Regions from separate parts of the Rattus norvegicus genome. Here region 2 is linked to region 1. A link is a contact called in public Hi-C data. All regions are on one chromosome and are shown on one strand. Each heading gives the region's core, a stretch centred on a gene start, on an enhancer-like site or on the middle of the called end of the contact. The rest is flanking DNA. Distances are from core to core; before and after follow the strand shown.

Region 1 (5,800 bases), core at 2,313-4,812:
CTGCGGGAAAATTTTCTCACATAACACTGCCCAAGAAAATACAAAAAGGAAAAAAAAAAGGAGATATCTTTTAAAACTGTGTAGTGATTTCAGTGTAGAACTAGTCATAGAAACCACTCAGTACCTGGTGGGCAGAGGCAGGTTGATCTCTGAATTTGAGACTGTCCTGGTCTGCATAGTGAGTTCCAGGACAGCTGGAGCGACATACTTAGACCTTGTCTCAGGGGGAAAAAGCCCATAAAACAACAACCACCACCAACAACAAAATGGGAAGTAGAAGGGACACAATTTGCCAAACCTAAAGGGTACACCAAGCATCCCAAAACGGCAGCTGAAAACATATAATATTTCATTATTATTTCACATTAGGGAAAGAGAGCGAAGCAAAAAGATAGACAAATGGTCCATCCTGTTTTCAGCTTGGCTGTGTTTTCTTCCACATCGCTCTAGTCATAACGTGCAGGCCCTGTCCTTGACTCCCTTCCGTACCAGACTCAAAACATTCCCACTCAGTCTGTTACTGCCATCTACAAGCAGAACTGTGAGTGTACGTCCTTTAGTGCCAGATAAACAGGAAATAATGGTTCAGGTAATTAACACATATATCGTTCACACAGTAAGAATCCCTCTGGATTCCCTAAGGTGATTTCAAATACATCCCTCCCCACTCTCACACAATATCAGAATGTCCTCTAAGATTAAACATTTTGGTTTATAAATTACTCTTCTTAAAGAATTTTTTTCTTCAAATATATTGTTTTGACTGTGAAGTATGGCTGTAAACGATCTATGAACTTTGGAAATCTGGTGCCATAATCCGCACATTTGCCACCAACAGTCAAAGCAGCTGTCTTATGGCTGAAGACTACCCCGTGTCAAAATGTGATGCAGGCAGGCAGAGAATGGTTCTCTAATTAATATAAAATCCTTTATATTCTATGTGTTCAAAGTAAGTTTCCCTAGTGGACTGAGGAACAGAAATACCTCCGAGTTGGTTAATTTAAAGTCTTCCATTTCACTGAGGAAAGTCTACCAAACCACACTTAACGTGATCCACGGATGCAGGCAGAGAACCTCATTTAAAGAACATGACCTTGGGGACTGATACCGGATTTAAAATTAGCAACAACTCACAGACCCGGATAGGAGAAATCAAGTTCAAGCATCTCTCCCCAAATACACTTAGAGTGCTTCTTTGACAGCCAGTTAAGCTCAAACTGTTTTCAGAGCAGAGTCCATTCTAAGGGGGCTTCTGAATGGACTGCTCTTCGGGGCATGCTGTGGGCACCGGCGGCCACGGAAGCACTGCGACTAGGTTTCCTCTGTGCTCGGCTCTCCTCCTCTAGGCTTCGTGGTCAGACGAAGGGTGGAGGACTTCAGGGAAAGCAAGGGCAGATCTCTCCCTTTGCACACCTACACCACACCAGCCTTGGGTCTCTTCCAGGAAGCAGGTGTACCAGCTCCCAAACATAAGCAACCACTCACCGGCTTCTCTCCTAGTGTCAGTGACTCCTCCGTTCTAAGATCTGGGAATCAAAACCATCTAACGCTTATTTCTCTGAGCCTCTTTTTAACAGTATTTAAAAACAAACAGTTCCTAAATAACAGTTCTTTTTAGAAAAACAAAGACAAATAAACCCGAAGCTCAGCTGAGATCCTTACTCAGGATGCAAAGCCTCGGCACAGCACAGAATCACGCTGCCAAGAGACTGCCCTTGAGCTTAGGTATCAACCACCAGGGGGCAGCATAGCGGTAATGAGCTGGCCAGCGCCCCAGCGGCCTCCAGGTTCTAAAGGACACTGGAGTGTACCTCCAACAAGAGTCCAACAAGGTAGTGAGACTGCAAGAGGCAGCCTCTGTTTTCTGGGCCATCAATTGACACTGTCTTTCCAGTCCCTTTATGTATTTTAACGTACATTAGCAATATAGTTCTTTTTATATAGCTGAACTATTCTGCAATCTCACAAGACCATTTCTAGGACCCCAAGGAAGTATAAAAAGCCTAAATAACAGAGATCATCATTTACTTGGGAGATTAGCCCTAAGAGGTTCTTTGGAAATTCATCCTTGTCTTACATAAAACTTTAGTAAGCTTTCCCTCAGTGCAATAAAATGAGACCGTTAATCAATGGTTTACAATTAAATTATAAACATATAAGCTGTAAAACTTGTTAACAAAAGGTATGCTAAAATAATTTCGAATAGATAAATCTCAAGAAGCATGGGTAGGCCTCTTCTCCACTGGACCGAATAAGCTCTGTCCTTTTAGGAAGCCCTGCGTGTCCACCACTAGGGTGTGTTACAAGGAAAGGACAGAAGTTCAAAGTTAGTGTAAATGTTTTCTCAGGTTCACACGTGTTTAAAGTCTTTATCAGTCAAAGCACGATTGTATAAATCACAGCTTTAAAGCTACAGACGACATACTCCAAATAAAAAGATAAGCAATACAATCACAGGTTTTAATGATATAGATCACAAATATGAAATGCCTTTCAGAATCTGATAAAGAGTCTAAATAAACAGGGTATAGGAATCTTCTAGTTGTATTCATGTATAACACACTTACCACATATTGGGCTATACACACACACACACACACACACACACACACACACACACACACCAAGTTCAATCTCACTAGCTAAAAACAACTACACACTGGCAGAAGTTATGCTCTGGTTATTGAGGTGCGAAGATGAACCATGTAAACGAGAGACGGTGTTGCCCAAATCCCAGGCCCGTGCATTCCACTGCTGAAGCCATCCCTCATGCCTACTTCCATCACCAAGGCTCGGGCAACGCCAGACTTCGCCAGACTTCGCCCTGGCCTCTGCGTTGCACCTGTGTGGAGCCCATCACCCCCAGCCCTGACTGTGATTCCTCTCTTTGAAATCTGGTTCTTAGAACAAAAACGCATCCTGCATGGCTACCTGTCACAGTAGCCCTCTCTGTCTTAGATGGACGGCTGAGTCTGTAACTGCCACCCTGTTTCCGGTTTCTGCTTCCGAGCTATGTGCAGACCAGAATCACGCCACTTCTTGCTTTTAAATCTGTTTCAGCAGGTGCCTCCATCACTGCTCGGTTGCTGTGAAGAGACACCATGACCAAGATAGCTCTTAAGGAAGAGTGCATTTCATTGGTGGCTGGCTTGCACTTTCAGAGATTTGATTCCTTACTACCATGATTAGTTTGTACGCAGGTGCTGGGGCAGAGAGACCTATATCCTGCTCTGGAGGAAACACTGGGTGTGGCCTGGACTACTGAAACCTCAAAGCCCACCCCAGTGACACACTTCCTCCAACAAGGACACACGTCCTAATCCTTTTAAATGGTGCCACTCCCTGGTGACTAAGTCAGTGGGAGCCCTTCTTAGTCAGACTACCACAGCAGGAGAGGTAAAAACCTGAGGGCTCGAGGGCTCCGGCTTAAAGCTTGCTTATTCTGTTAAAAAGTGCACTGCATTTCTTTATTATTTTGTGTGGCTGAGGGTAGGCATATGCATGCCAGGGGTATGTATGGAGGTCAAAACACAACTTATACCTTATCTTCTTCCACCTCATGGTTCCCGGGTTCATCTGGCTTGGTGGGCAAGCACCTTGTGGGCAAGCGCCTTTACCCACTGGACTATCTTGTGGGCTCAAAAATGTATTTATTTCTTTTTCCTTCTCACCACTCCCTCCCCCCTCTTCTTTTTTAAGTGAGAGGGGATCTCAAGTAGTCCAGGCTGGCATCAGACTCCTCTGTAGCCTGGGATGGCTTTGAACTTCTTGCCCACTGCCTCTATTTCTCGGCTGAGGGGATTACAGGCTTTGGATCCACAGCCAATTTTGTTTTTGTTTTTGTTTGTTTGTTGGTTGGTTGGTTGGTTTTGTTTTTTGACTACTGCAGACAGAACCATGGCTTTGTGTACGCCAGCAGATGTTCTACTGACAGATGTAAGCTCCTTCCTCAGCAAAAACATCCCTGGATGTCTTAACTTTACAGAAGGAATTAATCATCCCACTGCTTTTCCCAACAGGAAAGGCTCCCGGAGGGTCCCAGAGTTTTCATTCTTTGTCATAAAGAAACACAGAAACTGACATTATACCAAAATTATAGATTATCTGAACAGCAATGAATTAAAAACTGAACATTTCTAACTGTAAGCATCTTATCTTTTATAGAAAATGAAGCCCTCACTCTTTTCAATGCCTGTCTAAATCCTCTTTGGGGTGTTATCTAATCAGATTTTTAAGGGCTAGGGATTTAGGTCAGTGGCTGAGCACTTGCCTAGTGTTTGCAAGGCCCTCAGTTTAATCTTCATTAATGGAAAAGAAAGAGAGGATGGGAGAAAGAAGGGAGGGTATTAGAGCGTGTAGAGGAAGGCAGAATTTAGCACCTTAGGATAGCAAACAGCTTTTCCAGATTTACTGGGAACTATTTTCTTACCATAACACGAGAATGACATCCCCGAAAGTATCTATTACAAACCAGGGCTTACATGTCAGAGAAACAGAGAAATCATACCATGTCCTTGAAAGGAGAGTCTCAGGTCCTCAGAGAGTTCTGGGTGGCAAGATTACCAAAGCTCTGGCAGGCCAGTGCCACATCCACTGCACTAAGACTCAGCTCGCACATATCTATTTATAAGTGGAATGAGCTTTTCCCTTTCAGAGAGCCAGCATCAAGGGAGCTAAGGACTGAAGATTACACCACTGACAAAGCACCTACTGGGTACAAAGGGCTGCTTGCTGGCATTCTGTAAGCCCCAGGGATGAATATGTCATAGATTTTACTCAACTACATTAAAATGGTAAAATGGAATTCCTGCTCTTTAAAAACTTCTCCCTTCTGCGTGTTTCCTTTATCTTAGTAACAGGAGATCCCACCCATCTTCTTCTCTGACAAAATGTGCATATGCCCATCATCTCATGCCCCCTCCAGTCTATAGGAGCCCATCCATCAGTTTTTCCTTGACACATAATCGATCTCCCATAACACTCCTACTACGGGATGCTCCCACTTCCGCCTTAACCACTTATTGCGTCTGTGTTCAGATCCTGTCGATTGTAGCCATTAACAGAAAGGCTTGAGACTCTGTCACACTCAGTGTCCCAGCTCGGGTCCCTGCCACCTACATCCCCACCTCTCTCAAGCTCCCTTCCAGCCACAGTGGCTCATCTGCTCACCTCACGAACCGCACTGGCCACCTGAGCAGGTCTCAAGTGCCCCAGGTGTGCTTTCTCTCAGTATCTTGGGTTAGGGTCAGGTCTCTTAGGGTCTTGGCACTTGAGGCTCCTCTCAGATTACCCTCCCCAGGTTCCTTATTATTCAGTTCACTCCTTTGTTTCAATATTTTGGTGCAAATACCCTTTGCATCAGCTGAACCCCTCTAAACCATCACTTTTCATACTACTACTGTTTCCTGTCTTTTATTTCCTCAATATCTTTGTAGCCTGAGGTTCTTCCTTGACTAGAATGCAGAGTCCAACTAGAATATAGGCTGAATAAGGCAATGGGTCTCACACAGCCTGTGGTGCCTCATATTGATGCCAGTGTTAAAGAACCTAGAATCACCTAGGAGACAAATCTCCAGGGGCGTCAGAGCAGGTGTTGACCTAAGAACCTCCATAACTATGAGGGGTGCCATTCCATGGGCAGGGGTATTTGGTTGAAGACAAAGGGGAAATGGAGCAGATTATCATCCTCTTGACCGTGGCTGCAAGATGACCAGCTGCCTCAAGCTCCTGCCACCATGGTAGACTGTGCCTTGACTGGTGTGTAGAAACTAGCCCTTTCTCGAGAACCATAAGCTGCCTT
Region 2 (5,303 bases), core at 2,268-4,767, 120 kb after region 1:
CTTGGTGGAGGTCTCTATTCCACCTCGCGGGCACTGGGGCAGCAATGCCATTCGCTGCCCAACCTCAAAGAAGGAAGCACATTTGCTCACTGTAATCCCCTAAGATAAAGACTCCAATTGACAGCAAACCTGGATTAAAGCAGTCTGGCCCTGGATGATGTCCCTCAGCCTTCCTGGAATCTTTCAAACGCCTGCAGTTTATATGACTCAAGAGGAGGTTATGTCCCGTCTGTGCCCTTTGTCTTTCTGCCTAGCCACTTTACTTGCCTCCTCTAATTTTCTTCCTGACCCTCCACAAAATGCAATGGCCGATTTTTCCTTGAGATACCAAAAGGGCCTGGGCATTCCCTCTCCGCCACCAAAGTTGGACACTCAATCCCAAAACAAAGGAGGAGGGGTTACAGGGACCTCCGATCCAAGGACCTCTGAGAATGCGTGAGACCCAGGGGTTCACTTACCCGTGCTGTCTTCTGTATACCCTCCTCTGTGCTCCAGTGGCAGCGCCCTGCTTGAAAGATCACAGCTTCTTCGGCCACTGTAGCTTTCCCTAGAGTAACAAAGTCAGGAAATAAGAAAGAAATCAAGCAAAGGATTAAAGGCACCCACTGGGGAAAGAAACTCATTTAATCAGGTAAAATTCCCACCATTAAGAGGAGAAATGACCACCGAAACTCAAAAACATCTCTAACTTAGCCTGAGCCCCTTTCTCATCTCTAATCAAGACTCTTCAGTAGTAGGCTGATGTTTGTAGAAGAAGTCATTCTGATTTACCAAGAACGCTGCTGTACATTTCCTTGCAGTGACTCACAGCCTTCAGAGGACAACACTTCTATTCTTGAGCATACTCTTTGGAAATGAAGCAGTAGCTCAAGTTTCTGAAGGTTAGAAAACCTGCCCCCAATCTACTCAGCTAAAAGGCATCAAAGAAGAAATGAGAGGGGCTGGTATACAGCTTAGAAGGCGGAGTGCTTGCCTAGCAGGCCAAAGCCTTGGGTTCAATTCCCCTGTATGCTGAGACTCTTGACTTCTTGCCTTGATCTGCTGATCAACGTTCTCACCCAACAGATGCAGAGTGACCAAGACACTGCCACAGTTGACTTAGAAAAGCAAACCTTGCATCAGAAAACCGAGAGGCAATTCAACCTCTATCTTCTCCACACACCCTCCCTCCTCTCCCTGTAAGTCATATTCATCACTGTTCAACGTTTTAAATCTTTTTAACTTGAGAATAATTTAAAAATCGACAGAAAAGTTGCAAAAATAGTCCTACAAAGAACACCATTGCAGCCCTTCCCTGAATTTGTTGACTGGAGAACACTGTTGCAGCCCCTCCCTGAATTTGTTGACTGACACTTAGCCCACTTCCCTGAATATTTGCTTGGTTTCTTCCATACACACACTGAACACTTTTGTCTTGAGCCTAATGTGACAGTCTCACACACTGGTGCTTTTTCTTTAAACACTTCAGAAAGTATTCCCAGAGAGTCGGAATGCTCTAACATAATCACAATGAAGTCACCAACTGGGGACCATGGACACCAATGCCTTAATCCATTCCATATTCAGTTGCCTTAATGATTTTTTAATAGCATTTCTTCCATGACAGGATCCAGCCCAGGGATAGAAAAGCATTCCACCGCTGCTTTTCTTTAACCTGGAGGACACGCCCCTTTGTCTTCACAACCCTGAGAAGAGTGGAGCTCCTCCCTTTTAAAATTAATGGAGCACTTCCATTTTCGACTGTCTGACCTTTCCTCTAGTGATTCTGGTTGAATCAGAATGGCTTGTGTCTTTCTCAGCCAGAAAGTTCCCTGAGATGCTCTCCGAATATCACATCCGAAAGTGCAAGTCTAGTCTCATCCTAAAGTAATAGCCACTTTATTCAATAAAAAGAAGTCGTTCCAGGGCTGGAGAGATGGCCCAGAGGTTAAGGGCACTGACTGCTCTTCCAGAGGTCCTGAGTTCAATTCCCAGCAACCACATGGTGGCTCACAACCATCTGTAAAGAGATCCGATGCCCTCTTCTGGTGTATCTGAAGACAGCTACAGTGTACTTACATATAATAAATGAATAAATTTTAAAAAAAATTAGTCACTCTATTTCTCCTTGCAACTAATACTTCATCTAGGGGGAAACATTTTAAGACCATCCAAGTATCATGTCCTACCTCCAAATTCCCCTTTCCCACCTCTGTAATAATCTCAATACTTGAAAAACTGAGGCAGGGGGATCATGAGTTTGAAGCCAGCCTGGGATATATAGTAAGCTACACAAGATGAAGGAAAAGACAAGAGGGGGAGGGAGGAGGAGGAGGGGGAGGAGGAGGAGGAAGAAGAAGAGGAGGAAGAGGAGGAGGAAGAGGAGAAAGGAGGAGGAGGAGAGGAGGAGAGGGAGAATGAACGAGGAAGAGGAGGAGAGAGAGGAGGAGAGGGAGAATGAACGAGGAAGAGGAGGAGAGAGAGGAGGAGAGGGAGAAGGAAAGGAGAAATTTTCCTAGGTACCATGATGCATGCCTGTTGCATGCTTTCTGTCATGACAGTTGCAGCAATCTGCCTCCAGCATTCTTTGCACATTGCTACTCATTCATCACCAGCCGTCTTCCTCATCGAGTCCTGCTTTTCTTATGACCCATCCCTACACGGCCCCTGTACTGCACAGTGGCACTCAGACTTGGCCAGTGAGAGCTCCTTCAAGCTGCCTACTATTTTTGACATATTTATTTTTCCTCACTTTTATTTCTTTACTTTCTCCCATCAAAAATATTTGGGACTTATCCTGAATATGTCCTGTCTCTGTTCTGGATGAGGTCATTTCTCCAAAGAGTCCTCGGGTCTTTTGGAGGAATAACAGAGAGCAGGAATCGGGATGACTGGTTTCCAGTCAGTCAGTCATTTTAAATATGAGCCACATGCTCCTTTCTGTCATAAAGTAGATAATTCAAGAGGGCTCGTTTCCGTTGTGGCACCTAACTTATTGGTAGATCCCACCAACTTTTAATCAAGGTCTACACTGGGTTAAGATGAACCTACTTCAGTTATATCCCTATTGCAAGCAAGTGGCCTTCCCCTATGGTGTTATCCTTATCCCCTGACACGCAGTCGATCCAATTTGTTGATGGCATGGCTAACAGGCTCAAAATTCCTAATTCTTGGAAACACAACCCCATTTTTCTATTTCCCTTCATTACCTGGAGGCAATTCCTCCCTGCCGTGCACCATCTTAGAGAGTTCCACTCTCAGTGCTTCCTTTTCCCTTACCTCGCTGAGCAAATTCCAGTCTCTGCAGCCCTGAGCCTACAAATCTGTTATCTCCTTGCTGAGCCCCCAGGCTCTCCCTGTGCTAGTCATGTCTGTTTTGGCAGAAAACAGACACAGGCCAAACACCAGGACAGGACAGCAGGTTCCTAAAGGTGTCTTCTAATGAGTCACAGTCTTGGCTGCCCGTTGTCCACTGCCAGGGGCCTCATGGATGGAGAGTCTGCACTTTGTATGAAAATGTAAGGTCAGCTTTAGCTGCCTCTCACTGTTTCCATGCCTCTGGCATGAGGTAAGGCTGTGCTGGGAACGAGGAAGGATCAGACCTATTCGGCCCATTTTAACAAGGTCGGTAAGCATTCCAAAGAAAGTCACTTCCTGGCCCACTCTCCCCTCAGCTGTGCACCTGTTCCTTTATTCTGTAAACCCGCAGTATCCAAATCACTCTCGAGGACTGAAGTGATTCCAGATGAGATGACAAAGACATGCTTCTCTTCGTTCTAGAAAGCAGACACTCACTGCACGGCTGTTCAGCACTCCGACAGCGAGCTGTGTTTCCATGACTCTTCCTCCAAGTCACACAGCGAGGGTGTCTAGCCAAGACTAACAAAGCTGGTTGCTATGGTTTGTACTTCCTGTTTATGTGTGCATACTTAGGAACAAGTCACTTTCTGATGTAACTTCACATTTTTGTTTTTACTTCTAGTCACACATATCTACAAAGATTAAAAAAGGATCAAGAAAAAAGAAAGAAAAAAATTGTAATCCCAGATACAAACTTAACTAGAAGAAAATTGGAAGAAAAACTATTTTCATAACATGCTATAAGGAAAGAGAACTTTGCAATACTAGGAAAACAGAGAACTTGTCTTTGTCTTTACCTGCTCAGAACATATGGATCATACTCACTCAATCTCTCTCTCTCTCTCTCTGTGTGTGTGTGTGTGTGTGTGTGAGAGAGAGAGAGAGAGAGAGAGAGAGAGAGAGAGAGAGAGAGAGAGAGAGAATATCACAGCAGTGGTCACTTAACACTCCTGACCCTGCAGGCTTTTCTCCCAGTGAGAACTCCTCACTGCGGCCAAACTATTCCCTGCACGGGAAGCCTGGTTTTTCTTTGGTTTTGCTTCAAATGGCCCAGAACTTAAAAAGCTAGTGTGATGGATCAGTGCCAGCCTGCCCGTCTTCTAGGACCCTCAGAGCACTGACTCACAGGTCCCTCTGAATCTCCAGTGGAATCACGCCAGGCCCCACCTTTTGTGAAGAACCTCTAGCCTCTCCAGTGGAGCATCCTTCTTTCTGCTTTTCCTCTTGGTAACCTACTGGAGCACTGCAGCCCTGGGAATATTTTGTGATCACTTCTGAAGTGGGCTTACTGCGCTCCCAGCACCTGGCCGCCTTTGTAATAAATAAAGGCAGAGCGATGGTGTTCACTTGTACTGGGCTAGGCATGGATGAACACTTGGTCTCCACGAGTTCTTTCAAGTGGATGCTGCTACCCTCAGCTCATTTCCCAAGTGAGCACACAGGCAAGGAGGTACAGTGACGTCCCAATGTCACAGCCAGCAAGTGGAAGTGCTTCGAGATACTTCCCTAGCAATAATGTGAAATATACTCAGCCGAAATATTGACAGGATAATGACAAACACAAGGAAAAGTCCCAGAACATCGATGGTGAGCTCAGGACACACTGCAAGGACAGGAAGACTCAGCTCACCAGAATCCTCCACCAGTGCTGAACCCCGTAAACGAGGTCCACACTAATTCTCAGAACACAGGCGACGATGTGCTACCGGGATAGCCTCTCTAGTGGAACGTCCTTCTTTCCACTTTTCCTCTGGGCCAGCCTGCATGACAACCCTGGGGAACATTCTGTGATCACTCTCTAAAGCGGGCTTGGTGCTGGGAGAGATAAGCAATTTCTTTCTTTTTTTTTTTTAAAGATTTATTTATTTCATATATGTGGGTACACTGTCATTGTCCTCAGACACACCAGAAGAGGACATCGGGTCCCATTACAGATGGTTGTGAGCCACCATGTGGTTGCTGGG

What was found. Hi-C and Micro-C count contacts between places; a contact is called where the count stands out from the background.
Region 2: a Hi-C map of mammary epithelial cells shows a contact between it and region 1, with 2.0 times the contacts expected there. The contact joins two enhancer-like sites.

What each region holds. Positions count from the first base shown.
Region 1 is chr1:239,455,024-239,460,823 of GRCr8, forward strand. All of the region lies in intron 5 of Sgms1 (sphingomyelin synthase 1), which reads right to left. Among named protein-coding and RNA genes, the nearest start is that of Asah2, 110 kb to the left of the region's middle. Within about 2 kb of position 3,563, at least 13 of the 93 cell types and tissues checked have an H3K27ac peak or open chromatin away from gene starts, as enhancers often do.
Region 2 is chr1:239,575,999-239,581,301 of GRCr8, forward strand. It overlaps Sgms1 (sphingomyelin synthase 1), which reads right to left. Exons shown (of 10, transcript NM_181386.3): 3 at 459-547. Among named protein-coding and RNA genes, the nearest start is that of Sgms1, 94 kb to the right of the region's middle. Within about 2 kb of position 3,518, at least 63 of the 93 cell types and tissues checked have an H3K27ac peak or open chromatin away from gene starts, as enhancers often do.